Linked DNA regions of Mus musculus: region 1 is linked to region 2. The links are chromatin contacts, called in public promoter capture Hi-C maps. All regions are on one chromosome and are shown on one strand. Each heading gives the region's core, a stretch centred on a gene start, on an enhancer-like site or on the middle of the called end of the contact. The rest is flanking DNA. Distances are from core to core; before and after follow the strand shown. Region 1 holds the start of 4632404H12Rik (RIKEN cDNA 4632404H12 gene). Region 2 holds the start of Etv3l (ets variant 3-like).

What was found. Promoter capture Hi-C pulls out the DNA fragments that hold promoters and counts their contacts.
Region 1: a contact with region 2 is called in a promoter capture Hi-C map of liver, with 5 times the contacts expected there. The contact joins the promoter of 4632404H12Rik here to the promoter of Etv3l in region 2. A contact is called at or near these places in 2 of 39 promoter capture datasets (liver and pre-B cells).

Annotation. Positions count from the first base shown.
Region 1 is chr3:89,771,489-89,778,957 of GRCm38.p6, forward strand. It overlaps 4632404H12Rik (RIKEN cDNA 4632404H12 gene), which reads right to left and starts at 1,912. Exons shown (of 2, transcript NR_130957.1): 1 at 1,014-1,912. Ube2q1 (ubiquitin-conjugating enzyme E2Q family member 1) reads left to right here and starts at 2,121. Exons shown (of 13, transcript NM_027315.4): 1 at 2,121-2,550; 2 at 4,589-4,693; 3 at 5,024-5,128; 4 at 5,743-5,793. The coding sequence starts at 2,224.
Region 2 is chr3:87,547,253-87,554,509 of GRCm38.p6, forward strand. Etv3l (ets variant 3-like) reads left to right here and starts at 2,805. Exons shown (of 6, transcript NM_001370856.1): 1 at 2,805-2,983.

The DNA.
Region 1 (7,469 bases), core at 662-3,161, 2.2 Mb after region 2:
TCATTTCCAGTTCAGATGGCAACCACACTCATGCCCAATTATCTTAGGTATGATTTTACATGAAGCTTAGCAGCAACCAAAAGAGCTGAGATGCTGAGTGAAGTAGCAATAGAAGGCACCATGCCCCACTGACCTTGACTTCTGGGTTTCTCAATGACAAAGCATAGCATGGATGAGGCCCTGGGCTCAATCTTCAGGACAATAAGTAAATGTATACATTTAAAACTTGTATATGGGGTTGGGGACATGGAAGACCTAAAGTTCCAGTTCCTTGGGTAAGGGCTAAAGGTCATGTGATCTGTGAAAAGTTCTAAAAGGAAGTGTGTGGGGCTAGTAGAATAGGGGAGTTGAGCAAGGTGGTGCATGTGTGCCTATAAGTTAAGCACTGGGAAGCTAAGACAAGAGAATAAGATTCAGGCCAGCCTGGACTATATAGCAAGACCCTGACAATAACAATAAAGGAAGCAGGCAAGCAGACAGAACAGGGTAAAGGACGTGGAGACAGACTTAGAAGTTCTGCTCAGTATCTATACATCCTGACCTTTATCTGTAAAATACAGGTTAAAGCACTCACCTTGCAATGGTGTTAAGGGTTAGAAATATTTGCTTAGTATTCCTGGCTTGGGGAATGCTTGATAAATTAGACTTTTTACAATTACTCTTTTTGTGTGTGATGATGGGGGAGGGTGTCAAATTTGGAGCTTCTACTAGCTAAGCAAGCATTCTACCACACCCTCAGCCCTTATTTATTAGTTATTTGGCCGAGAAAGGAGTTTACTAAGTTATCCAGGTAGGCCTTGGCCTTCTGACTCTCCTAGATAGTTGCGACTACAACCCTGTTCTGCTAGGACTGGCTTACCCTAGTATTTTATGCTTCCAGCTTGTGGACATAGGCACAAAGATGGTATGCAGCTAAATGTTCAGGCTGCTCTGGTCATTAGAAAAACCAGCCCCACCCACACACCCACACTCATCCCCCCAGGCTCAAAGAACACGAATTTCTTAAAACATACGGAGTTAAACTTGGCCTAGTAAAGCTTTCTGCTAACATCACTGAGTGAATCAGTAGCCCAGCACCAAGGTACAGTCAGCTTCCAAAAAACATAGAGGTGGTGACGGTAGACGGGCCAACGGCTCACATGATGAATTGGTCCCAAACCCATCAGGCCTTACAACATCCTGGCACCTGCCAGTTTGCAGCTCTGGGTTTCAGGACCCTCCGTTGTCCTTTGTGATAGTGCCACCTAGTGGGAACGACGAGGTACTGCCGCAAACTTCAAGCCCCGTTCAGGATCAGTGCGACGAGGTGGGAAGAAGAATAGCAGGTAGGCGTGGGTGTCGTCTATGCAACCCCTAGCTTAGTACTCTGCACTCACACATAACGAAGCCCTGTGATTCTGTGGAGGAAGCCGCACCATCTGTCCCCTCAGACGTAGCTGACCAGCGACCATACTCGATACTTCAGTATCCCTGCACAGAGCCTTTGGGAACAGGCTAAAGAGGCCTCCCCGTCTTGTACAGTGCCATTGTTGTGATGGAGAAACTGAGGCTCCCCAGGAGCGTAGATAACCCAAGGTCACACACCATAGAGGAACCGCAGGGAGATCCAAGTCCGTTTCTCCGACCGTAGCGAAAGGCGCCTTCCCGCCGCAGACGCGGAGGCCGGTGACCCGGCCCGACGACCCCCATGGGAATACAGGACAGACACGGCCATGCGCCGCACGCGGGGGCCGCGGGACGCAAGCAGGAAGCCAGAGTCCCGCGCGGGGAGCCCCTGGGAACACAGGCACCGGCCACGTGACAAGAGACGCCGGCCATGTGACAGGGAAGCGCTGGCAAAGGCCCCCCGGTGCACGGTCACGCACGACGCACGTACACGCACGGAAGCGCTTCGAGCAGCGAGGCGAGGGCCTAGGGTCACATGTGGAGGGTGACAGGCGCGGGCCGGGGGGCGGGAAAGACGCGCGGATCACGTGCCGGGGGCCGGAGCTCAGAGGTCACGTGAGGCCGGAGGCGGGGCCGCCGCGGAGGGGGAGGGGCGCGCGGCTTCCGGCGGCCGTGGGGGGGGTGGGCCGGCGAGCGGAGGGGGCCTGTCCCGGAGGTGGCGGCGGCGCCATCTTGGCGAAGGGGGGATCAGGAAGTGCGGACCGCGGCGGCGGCGGAGCCCGGAGCGGAGGCCGGAGGCTCCCGGCCCGCCGGCCCCGGAGCGGAGCGGAGCGGAGGATGCAGCAGCCGCAGCCGCAGGGGCAGCAGCAGCCGGGGCCGGGGCAGCAACTGGGGGTCCAGGGGGCGGCGCCGGGGGCCGGGGGCGGCCCGGGAGGGGGCCCGGGGCCAGGGCCCTGCCTGAGGCGGGAGCTGAAGCTGCTCGAGTCCATCTTCCACCGCGGCCACGAGCGCTTCCGCATTGCCAGCGCCTGCCTGGACGAGCTGAGCTGCGAGTTCCTGCTGGCCGGAGCCGGAGGGGCCGGGGCCGGGGCTGCGCCCGGACCCCATCTCCCCTCCCGGGGATCGGTGCCGGGGGACCCCGTCCGCATCCACTGCAACATCACGGTGAGGACCTCGCTTGCGCCACGCTGGGGGTCCCTTGTCTGGTGATCGAAATCACACCATACAACCTCCTGCTCTCGAAGGACCCGGAGGCCAGAGCCCCCCTCTTGGTGCTTGGCTCCTTCTCTCCAGGCTACACTTGTTTCTTCAGCTTGAGGTTCTGTGGTGCAGTCACAGTCTCTACTGTTGACCCCTGAGAGCAAGGGACATCGGGACATGTGGCCCCTCAACCACCTCCTCCTATGAATCCACCCACACCTCAGGTTTTATGATTTTGGCTCCTTCTGCTTACTCCTCCACAACTTTACCATGTCACCTAGAAATGACCCATTCTTCTCCCCACCCCAACTCTAATAAGATTCCAGGCCTGTGCTGGAAGGACGTAGCCTGGAACTCAGCCCGGTTCCATAATGACCCTTCTCAGTAGTTCTTTCCACTTATATGTACCCACCTGTAGGCTCCCTGCCTAGGCATCCCTCGTACAACCCCTCTTTGCTCCCTGAATTTCACTAAAGAATAGTGCCGTTCATTGACCCCACGTTGGATCTCCTCTTACTAACTCTGGTGTAACTAACCTTTAATTCCTCTTTTTGCCTTGGCTCGTAGCAGCTTTGCCACTTCCTCCCCACTCCTGGGGTCACATCTGCTTATCCTAGGTGACTGTCACCTTTTCTGGTGGTGACAGCAATGTGTGTTTTGAGCGGCAGCAGTGCCATCGCTCCCCAGTAGGCATCGTTCCATCCTACCTATCCTTGGTCAGGAGGCATCTTCCATGCGTCCTGCCTTATTTTATTCCCTAGTGTCCCTTGAGGAAATTGTTGGGTGCAATTTTATAACAGCTGGTACTGCGCGATACAGTGCTCACGTTGTTGGATAACGCCCACTGTAATGGTCTTGTCCCTCCTGGAGCACCTTTATCCACACTGGAAACGGGAGTTGCCTGGGGGGAAGACAGACGTGAATTTTGTGGTTCTTGGAGGCTTTGATTCATTTTTTTTTTCATGGTGTTTTCTAGCCCTTTCTGCCACCAAACCAGGTCGTGGTTTGGTGAGGTAACTTTGGGAGTGGAGTAATAATGAGATACTTGAGTTTTGATGGGGCCTCATCTATCCCAGCTGAGGCTTACCTCACCAAGCTAGGACCACCAGGAGTGGCTCAGTCAAGTAAAGATTGTAGCATCTTTGGTACTGTTTTTCCTGCAGCACTGGTTAGAGCTGTGGCATCGCTAAGATCCCCAGTAGAAGTGGGTAAGGCTTCCTTGGCATGTGTTGAAACATCAAAGATTGGATTTTGCTAAGTGGATTCACTTACGGGTAGGTTTGCCTCCTCCAGCTGCTTCCTTTCGGTTGCCAAGGCCATCTACTATCTTTGTCTTTGGGGGTTCTCAGCTGCAGTGCCCATGGCCCCTCTAAAAGAAACTTGGCCTACACTGGCCCTCTTGCCTTGGGCAGAGGAGGGGAGTCTGTTCAGGCTCCTGTGGCATGGTGGCTCAGGAATGCTGGGAATGCCAGTAGCATAGGCTCTGTTCTCCCAGCCCATGCCTGGGCTCAGGATGAGGGCAGGTTCCTGAGGGAGCGGTAGGGAGAATGGGTCTTAGAGGGACTCTGGGGGGTGGGGGTGGATCTTGCTACTAGCTTTGGAGACTATTTTATTAGTTCCTTCTCCCCTGGTGGCTACAAGCCTGCATTTTTCACATCAGTGTGACTGTTATGAGGTGATCTTCCCTCCCCTGAGTTTGGAAACACTGAAGGAGTCTGGCCTGGTGTGGGAGAACTTGGAGTGTGGCAGGCAGGCAGGCAGGACAGTAGAGCCAGAGCTTCCTTTACTGTCTTCAGCTTTCCCTGGTTTGTACTCTGAGAGGAAGAGAGTCCGCAGGTTGCTTCTTGGGTATGGTCCTTCCAGGCTAGTTTTCTAGGGAAGCTGAGGTTATAAGTGTAGGACATGGTGGTGGGAAGAAAGGAACCAGAAGAAGGAAGGCTAGGCAAAAACTGGTTTCTCGTAAAGTTTCTCATTGTGACCACTCTTCCTGTTTCCCCCTCAGGAATCATACCCTGCTGTGCCCCCCATCTGGTCGGTGGAGTCCGATGACCCTAACTTGGCTGCTGTCTTGGAGAGGCTGGTGGACATAAAGAAAGGGAATACTTTGGTGAGGGGGGCAGTGGGGAGGAATGTGTGTGTTCCTGAAGAGGCTTCAGCAACTAACGTTCCCTGTGAGGCAGCTAGTTTTGAAGAGTGGGTGGTGCCCCAGGTGGAATGTCTTGGACCTTACTTCTTAGGAGAGTTGCCTACTGAAGCCAGAGGGGGCAGAGTCCTGTAGCAGCTCCAGGATAGGTCCACTAGGGAAAGTCATTCCTATAACCACAAGGTCCATCCAGTGTAGAGAACCAGCCACCATTTTGAGATCTAAGCTAAAAGCTCATCCATGCAGCTATCCAGATTGTAGTAGGAAAGACGTATTTAATGTCTCTCCCCCCAGCTCTTGCAGCATCTGAAGAGGATCATCTCTGACCTGTGTAAACTCTACAACCTCCCTCAGCATCCTGATGTGGAAATGCTGGATCAGCCCTTGCCAGCAGAGCAGGTATGCAGCTGAGGAATGGGCTTTGGGTCCTGTGGCTGTCACCCCAAAGAGTGCTTAAGAAATACTTGGTAATTGAAACAGAGCTGCAGTAGCTCCTTCCCACCCCCACCGCTCCCAAACACACATGTGATTCTCAGCCGCTTTCTTCTCCAGATGGGAATCTAGCTAAATGGGACACTACTCACTGCTTCTGCCCTATCAGAACTCAGCCTCACGGGCAGCATCCCGACGGTTGAGATGAGAGGGAATTTTATTATTGAAGCAATAGCAGTTGATAGCTATTGGAAACCCAGGCCCTTTGCTTAGGATGAGAAATGCACTAGAGCTCTAGAGAAGAGCAAATGAGAGCAGGGTGCTGAGGAAAGGTAAGTTGGGCTCTGCAGAATAGATGGCAAAAGCAGCTATGGCATGTGGTCGGGAGAGAATAATTGGCTGGTATCAAAGTCATCCATGCCTTGGGCTCTTGCTACCACTCAGACCTGGCTGGGGGAGAAACTGGCATCTTTATGGGCAGTGCTCAGCTTCCAGACCTTCAGGGCCAGAGGATAGGTCAGATGCTGCATTCTAGCACCCACTGGGTCTGATCTTCGTCTTTGCCTCCTTCTCCACTGCAGTGCACGCAGGAAGAAGTGTCTTCAGAAGATGAAGATGAAGAGATGCCTGAGGTAGGCTTGCTACTCAAGATGGCATTGGCAAGAAGTGCTTGTCATCAGTATGGGTCATTTGATATTAATAGCTCCAGCTTCAAACTGGGGGAAGAAACAATATCAATAGGATAAAGACTGACTGGCCTGCTGTAAAGGAAATCACTGTCTGGATCCATTCTTTGAAAGCATTTAGTTGCCAGTGTGTTAAAACAAGTAAATACTGGGCAAACTTAATCTCAGATGGCTTCAGGAATCATGACAGACCCTAGTTTGTATCCTGATTGTCCTAGTTGGGGACTTTTATTTATTCTCATTAGGGTACAGTTTTCTCATTTATAAAATAGGATTCTGACTCGTACGTATCACATGATAGTTTCAGATAATAAGTAGTGTATAGTGCACCTGACAGAATCTTTAAAAAATATAGATACTGTGTTCTCATTTTTATATGTATGGATGTTTTTGCTGTGTGAATATCTATGCACTACATATGTGCAGTGCCTGTGGAGGCCAGAAAAGGGCATCAGATCCCCCGGGACGGGTATTACAGGTGGTTGTAAGTCCCTGTGAGGGTGCTGGGAACCAGTTTTCTAGAAGAGCAGCTTTTTAACTGCTGAGCCATTTCCCTAGTTCCTATTGATTTATTTTTGTGTAAGCCAGGCTGGCCTCACACTCACTTGTGTAGTCGGAGATGGCCTGAGTTGATCCTATTGCTTTTACATACTAAGTGCTAGGACTGCAGACATGTGCCACCCAAGCTTTAGGTAGAATGTAAATCATAGTTACGCTTCATAGCCAGATAGAACTTATTTCTGTGAAGTCTCCTTTGACTGGAGAATTAATAAAATTTATTAGTGAAATTAATGAAAATTAATTCACTGGGTCTTAGCTTTTCTATGATAAGTGAAGATAACGATAGAAGAATAAATACTTTATAAAGTAAGCTGTTGTATGTTGCCCCTAGTACAGGATGTCTTGTTATAAGGTGTCTCTGATCATGTTGTTTCCTATCACTGGGCCCATACTCTGTGACTTTGTACTGATCTTCAGACCCACAGTGGACAGGTGATCCCTGAAACGTAGTCCTTCCTCGAGATGTTCAGCCTCTGCCACGCCCGCAGCACCTGACTGTGGGCCTGAGGTTGCCACAGTGTGGCCTCTGCTCAGCGAGCTGCTTGTTCCCTCAGAGCAGGGGTGAATAAGGAGCTAACTATAGTGTTAAGTTGTACTGTCTCTTGCTTTGGCCCACCTCATTTCCATCTTTGCAATGAGTGCTTCCAGGGACCTAATTCTGGTCCTGCTCTTGTAGGGAGGAAAAAAAAAAGATTATGGTCTAGTTTTCTTTTTTTCTTATTTTTTAAATGTGTTGTAAGACAGGACAACTTTGAGGAGTCAGTTCTGTCTACCATGTAGGTTCCAGGGATAGAACACAAGTTATCAGCCTTCTCAGCAAGCCGCCAAGCCACCTAGCTGGTCCTAGTTTTCTCCTTTAGGCCTAGGGTCCTAAGGACTCCTGGGTGAGAGTCTAGCCTAGTAAAGCAAGCTTTTACTTTTCCTTCACCACTGCAAGCCAGAGTCATTCATCTAGAAATTGGGGAGTTTTCTGCTGCCAAAGGAATTTTAGGGACAGTTGGAGCAGGGTTTTCCTAGGGACAAGAAGACAGTCCCTTTCTTGGTCCTCTTTGTAGCTCTGC
Region 2 (7,257 bases), core at 1,555-4,054:
TCCCATTCCCAAGCCATGGAGAAGCTTTGCCCAAGGTCTGAGCCATGCAGGGCTTACCTCCATGGAGGGATTTTACCAACCCCACATCAAAGCAAAAGTGAGGAAGTCCGGGAGCCCTGTGGAGGTGAGAGGACTGTACCTGAATCAGATTAATTCCAAGCCTTGGGGCCCAGCATGGCTGAAAGGAAGCGTCCCTCCCATCCACCTCATCCCCCTGTGCCCAGCTCAGCCCCATCCAACCTCAAGCCATCAGGACTGTCTCTTACCCCCAAGAGGCAGGCTTCTACACCACTCCTGCAATCAGCGTAGGCCGGTTATTGTATCACCAAGCCGGGGCAACTGAGAGGAGTGAGCAGACAGGAGAGCTGTCAGCATGGATATTCTTGGAGATGAATTTGACATTTTGGTTGGTTGGGTCATTGGTTTTTGTTTTGTTTTGTTTTCAGACAGGTTCTCATGGAGACTCAGCTAGCGTCAAACTCAATATGTAGCCTAGGCTAGCCTCAAACTCAATATGTAGCCCTGGCTAAGCTTGCCCTCCTGATTCTCTAACCGTCATGTCTCAAGGCTGGGATAACAGGTGTGGGCCACCAGACCTAGCTCACTTTGTTTGGAGGTTTTTGTTTTTCCCTATGGTTCTAAGGATTGAACCCAGGGCTTTCCGTATGCTAGGCAAACCCTCTCCCACACAGCTCCTCCCCAACATTATCTTTCCTCTTTATTTTGAGACAAGATCTTGATAAGTTCTACAGGCTGGACTCAAAACTCACTGTGTAGGCCAAGGTAGCCTTGAACTTGTGATCCTCCTGCCTCAGCTTCCCACAGTGCTAGGATTATAGGCATAAATCACCACACTCCACATATTTTAAACCATCTTAAAACCCCCAACCAAGTTGGCATTTTCAAGTGTACACTTGAAATCTCACCTGGATGCTGAGGCAGGAGCATTGTCATGAATTCAGAGCCAGCAAGGGCCATACTCAGCTAGGATGAGGTCCTGTTTCTAGAACTGAAAAAACATGAATGTATTAACTGTGTATGGAGGCCGTGTGAGAAGCTGGGTAGGTAGGTGGATACAGGAGGGGTATGGGTGCCTCCTGGTGTTCTGCTCAGTGACAGGGCCCATTACCCCAGGACTCTGCCCACTTTGCTTTTATCTTGTAGAGGAAACAGCTGGCCAGCTGAGAAACCACCTTCAAGCCCAGTGCCTGGCTGGCTAGTCCACATATAATGACATGGATGGAGCAGGAAGACAGAGACACTGGAGGCTGGCAGCAAGGAGGGCTTCCCTGTCGGGTGTCCAGGAAGATGAGAAGAAGTATGCTGGGGTGGTGACCAAGCAGCAAAGGAGAAGAGATGGAAATACTAAGAAGCAGCCAGCCCCCCTCTCCCCACCCCCCAACTCTCACCCTGGCCTCAGCTTGTGTTCTGTAAGGGACTCTGCACTGTAGTAACAGAGCCTGAAGAGCAGCCTCCTGTCTATGGTGGACAGGAGGCCCAGGCTTCAAACTCTTAAGTGAATGAGCGTAGGTGGGTGATGGCGAGCAAGGGGCAGGCCAGCCTGCTGCACTGCAGACCCAGCACCTACGACAGACAGCAGGATGCTAACTACATCTCCTCTTCCCTTCACCGTGTGTCTCCTCTTGCCCATCACTGTGCGAGGTTACCCTTCCTGCATGGCTCTGGCCTACGGAGCCCTGCCTTCACCAGGACCCTCCCTCCCTCCCTGAGGCCCAGCTCTTGTCTTCCATCAATCAGCCCCTCTCCCACCTGTCCATCACGCTAGCTTCGGTTGATTTAACCAGAAAACAAGCCCAGAATGTAATTCCGTGCCCTCCATCCCATCTCCATCAGCTCAGAAGGCAGTATGCTGAGGGGTGGGGGCATGGCCTCCCAGAGTCAGTGAAGACAGGAAAATCATACTGATACCAACAACATCCATCAGCCTTCTCCCTGCTTGGGGCTGGAAAGCTGAACACAGCCCTGACAGGCTCCAGGGTGGCTTGGTCCCAGGTATCAACCTGAGATCCTGTTCCTTAGGCATCTCAGCTAAGTTCTCATCTCCTCCCCAAGATGTCCTGGGAATTCTAGCCCTTATCTTGTTCCTCACTGAGCTGTCTGATACTCCTGTAGTCACTGTCTCCTAACTGGCTTAGTCTTTAGTTGGAAGTTCTTCCTGTTGTCTAACTTCAAGTCAAATTAGTAAGGTCTTAAAAAAATTTTTTTAATCTCTAGAACCATAAGAGAGTAAACATATTATGTGCCTTTAAATCTTTAGAAAAATGACCTTGAGTAACTATCATGTGGAAGATGGGACTCACTGGTGGAAGAATTTGCCTAGCCATGTCTCCAGTACTAAGGAGTAAGTAAAAAATAATATACTTTAAAATATATTTCATCTATATCATTTTATTCTAGCCAAAGAAGGAAAGTTACAGGTTGTGACAATCTGGCACTAGTGAGTGAGTGAGTGAGTGAGTGAGTGAGTGAGTGAGTGAGTGAGTGAGTGAGTCAGTGAGTCAGTGAGTGAGTGAGTGAGAGCGCATCTCAAGCAAAGGCTGGAGTCACGTTTAAGTCTGGGAGGTATGAGGTCAGTTTTTAGATCTGAACTCCGATCTCCACAGAATGCTACACAAGAAAGAATGGATGGCTAGACAACTCGCAGGACGTCCCAGCAGGTCAGTAACCTTGAGAAGAATTGAAAAGGAGGAAGTGTCCCTAGCAGGTACTTTAGGAGCCAGCCACCCCACAGGAAGAGCCCCTACTCTGCTGCAAGGTGGACACATGTGTGGGGTGTCTGTATAAGGCATCGAGCCGTGCCACTGGCTCTCAAAGGGTTAATGGTGCTGTCTGCAAACGACCTTGGCTCCCCTGGGAGCTTGGAGATCCCCGCTCTCATTTTAAGTAACCCTAACGCGATGAGCAAGGGCAAGGAGCGAGTCAGAAGGAACCAGACTGCGCGCAGAATTGATGATCCAAAGCGGTAAGCCATCCTGGCAGGTCTGAGACGGGGGCTCCTCTGTGCACCCGGATATGGAGCCAGTTATGGGACAGTTGGGAAGTGGGGCGGAAGGAGCTGAAGCCCACAGGTGTGGCGAGGCTTTTCTTTCTCCAGAGGAATGGCACAGAGCTGGAGTTGTGTGCTCAGGGCAGAGAGCTTTCCGGCATCTGTGGGAGGATGTCACAGGGACACTGGTTCAGTGTAGCAGGGAGTTCTTCTATGAAGGTGGGGCCAGTATCTACTATCTGGAACAGACAAGACTCTGGGGTGAATGATGAGCAAATAACCAAGCTCTCAGCCAACTTCTCATCCTGCTAGCCTTGTGGGTCCTTAGGAGCCATGCCCCTGCCCAGGCTCATTGCTCCAGGGCACGGGTTGGGGTGGGGGTGGGGGTTTCGGGGGACGACGATAGTCGGGTCGGTCGGGGGTAAAAGGCCAGTTGTTGAGGCTGACTGGGGAGCAGATGGAGGCAGCCGAGTTGGGGAGCATCACGGAGTGGGTGGAGACAGGACAGAGAATTCCTCCTGAGCCTGGCAGGATGAACTAAAGGGATGCATGCCTCTGGTGGGGCAAGAGGGTTCTGCTCCATCCACCTGCCCCTCTTCCTTTCTCACACCGTTTCCCAAAGTACTAGGGCCAAGAATCCTGACGTATGAGAGCCCTTATGGTAGTGAGCACAGATGCAGGCTAGAGAGGCAGGTGCGATGCCAAGAGAAAGTTTCAAACTCTCTCCAAGCCCTGGGTCAGGGTCGGGGTGGAGGGGGTTTGATCTCTCTGGCTTTGTCAAAGGACAGTGGAGCCTCCTGGGCATAGAGACTCAAGCACAGAATCAGCTGAGAGAGCTTCAGACTTGATAGAAAGTGAAGGGCTCAGGTCTAGCCTGGAGGTCTGGGCTAGATGTAGACACGGGATTGGTTTTTATGGACGGAGGCCTTGGATGCTGGGATGCAGGGTTGCGGGCTACCTCTGCTTGCTGCCGGGTTTTCCGGCTGATCTAACGCCCTGCCCTGGGCAGTGATGAGCTCACCCAGCTCAACTGTTTGCTGGAACTTTCATCTCCTGCCTGCCTTGCCCTGCTGCCCCCTTAGTGCCTGCTGCACGGGATTTCTTGTTCCTGGTGGGGAGACTAAGGGCCGGGGTGGGATGTTCGGGAGGCTTCCCTAAGGAACATTGGATAAGAATATGATGAATGAGACCAGCACTGTGGGAAGAGAGTGGGCACCAGAGGCAGTTGTGGAAAGGGAGCAGCCCAGGGTAGGGGGAGACAGAAAAGGGCGGGCAAGAGGCAAAAGTGGCAAAGCCCGCCACACAGAACAGGGCTGGATGATCGGTGGTGAGACTGAGACCAGGAGAGACCAGCCACCCAGACAGGGAGCAGGGGTGAACAGAGACCGCACAGAGCTGAGGAGGGAGCACAGGAAACAGCCCGACAAGAGGAAGCCACAGGTGAGAAGGAAAGCTGGAGGGAAGAGGGAGGGGTGGGGGGAGGGAAGAGGTAGGCTGAAGATCAGAGGAGGGCAGAGCCCCAGACTGAAGCCTGTGACAACCACCTCCATGGCCCATTCCCCTAAGCATCTGTGAGGGGATTTTTCTCTAACCTTCAACAACCCATTCCTACCAGCCCTATGGGAGTTGACATTAAGTGTCTGGGTTTGGAGTTCTAAACCTTAGGCCACAGGGGTGGGGCTGCCACCAGAGGCTAGGTGGAGATCTAAGACCCATGATGGAGGGGCTGAGGGAGCCTCTCCCCAAAGGTGCCATCCCCAAGAGAGGGAGGAATACCAGGTCAGGGAAGAAGGGAAAGGACGTGAGTAGAGGCAGAAAGGCGCTGGCTGCTTCCCCACCATCCCCAGCTGCTCCACCCATCCCCATTCAAAGCCTTCGCTAATATCAGCAGCAGCCTCAGAGCCAGCGTCCCCACCTGCCAAGAGCCAGGGCAGAGATGGGAGGTTTCCAGTCAGACTGGGGAGGGAAGGAAGGAGAAGCGGCCTTTCCAACCTCTGGAGCCTCTGAGGTCTCTCCTGCTGTCACTGTGGCTGTCACTGTGATCTCCTCTCCGTTCCTGTCCTTCTGGCCCTGGGTCCCAGTCTGGTCTCACTGTCCAGGATCCAGCTCTCTGCCTGGCTCTTTCAGGCTTATGTCTCTCTGCCTCTCTCTTCTCTGCACATCAACAATCCTACCTGCCGCTGATTCAACAGGGCGCTGAAAAGCTCAGGTTTTGTCCAGTCGATCTGGTTACTTGGTCCCTGGCTTCAAAGGTCCCAATGACAGCATGACTTTCTTTTCATAACTTTTATTGATTTGTTTTGTTTGAGGCAGGGCCTACCCATGGCACATTTGCTGGCCCCTAACTCTTTGTCGCTCAGGCTGGCCTTGAACTAGGAGCAAGCCCCTTGTCTCTGCTGATTCTACAAGTGTGAGCTACCCCATCCAGCACCACAAAAATGACTTTCACTCTAAGTTTCTACATACATACTGTACTGGGCTCAAAGGCTTGTGTTTATGTGTCTGTGTCCTTGTATGTGAGTGTGTGTGTCTTTATGTGTATGTCTGTATGTCTGTGTGTCTCTAAAAATGTGTGTCTGTGTGTCTCTCTATGTGTGTGTGTGTGTATGTGTCCGTGTGTGTCTCTGTGTGTACGTGTCCGTGTGTGTCTCTGTGTGTACCTATGTGTATGTGTCTGTGTGTATGCATCCATGTGCCTGTGTGTTTATGTGTATGTGTCTGTGTCAAGTATGTCTCAGTGTGTATCTATACATATGTGTCTGTGTGTATGTGTCCATGTGTGTCTGTGTGTGTATATGTGTATGCTTGTGTATATATGCTCCTGTATATCTATATGGAAATCTGTGTTTCTGCATGTGTCTGTGTATGTCTGTGTATTTATGTGTCTGTGTGTATGTATGTATGTGTATCTGTGTGAAACTATGTGAATGTATCTTTGTGTGTCTATGTGAATATGTCTGTGTGTCTATGTGAATGTGTCTGTATGTCTATGTGAATGTGTCTGTGTGTGTGTCTATGTCTATGTGTGTGTGTTTGTGTTTCTATCTTTCTCATGCTTGCCCATTGGGTTGGCTGGCCTCTGGCTTCCTGGGACTACTGTTGAAATTTTTCTGGCAAAGAGCCGACATCCCAGGCTTGGTTGGACAGTTTCCTTCAGGGCCAGGGCCTCCTGTCAGCCTTGCCTCTCTCCTTAGAGTTCCAACTCTTCTGCCCCAGTTGACCAATTACAGCTCAGTGCCTGGAGTCAGACAGACCTGTTCTCATCCAGCTCTACCACTTGGCAGGATCTTGAGCAAGTCTCTTAATCTTTTGAGCCTCTGTTTCCTCAGCTTACAAAATGTAGCCAATACCAACCTCAAAAGATTATTGTGAGGAATTAGTGAAGTAACGTAACAAGAGCAGCACCTCGTCCTGAACTGGTGGCCGTCCCAAGTTCACATCAGCTTCGAGGGTGAAGCAGCTTGGGAGGTTGTCTTTGGCAGCACGCCCAGCTGGAGCTTTGTCCCCTATTGTTTCCATCGTTATCTATATTGCTTCTATTAAATAATGACCTAGAACCTACTTGTGTTGTAATGAACACTTATACTGGCCAAGGGGATTAACATTATTAGTAATCAGACGGATGGCGGTGGTAATAACGATCACTTGCTGCCGTAGCCCTTCCTGAAATACAAAATGCTTGGGAGAGCAAGGATGATCATGCCAGACAGGGCTATGATCCTTTCTAATTTATGGTTCCCAGTATTCATCCTGGAAGCCACTGTATTAATCTTGCCATGGGTGCCGCAGGGCTGTTTGCAGCCAGTAAATAGAGTGTAGCCAATCTTTGTGTGTGTGCCCTCCAGCCCAAGAGAGACAGAGCTAGGGCCCAGGGCACAGGTGACGGGAAGGCACAGAGTGGGATGCTCCCAGCCAGGGAAGTTCTACACCAATGAGTAGATTAAGGTAACACAGGGATCAGCTAGATGGCTCAGCAGATAAAGCACTTGCAGAACAAGCCTGGTGACCTGAGTTACATCCCTAAAACCACTTAAAAAGGACAGGAGAGAAGAGATTCCACAGAGCTGTACTCTGTGCAAACACCCATGCGCACATACACACGTTAACAAATGTTTAAAGTTTTTCTTTTTAAGTGACACACAAGGGATTAGGGTTAAGTGACAAAGACAGTTGACACTGTTGGCAGTGGAGCTGAAAGCTGCTCTTCTCTGGAGTTCCTCCAATGTTCATCTCTCTGTCTAACTCCATCA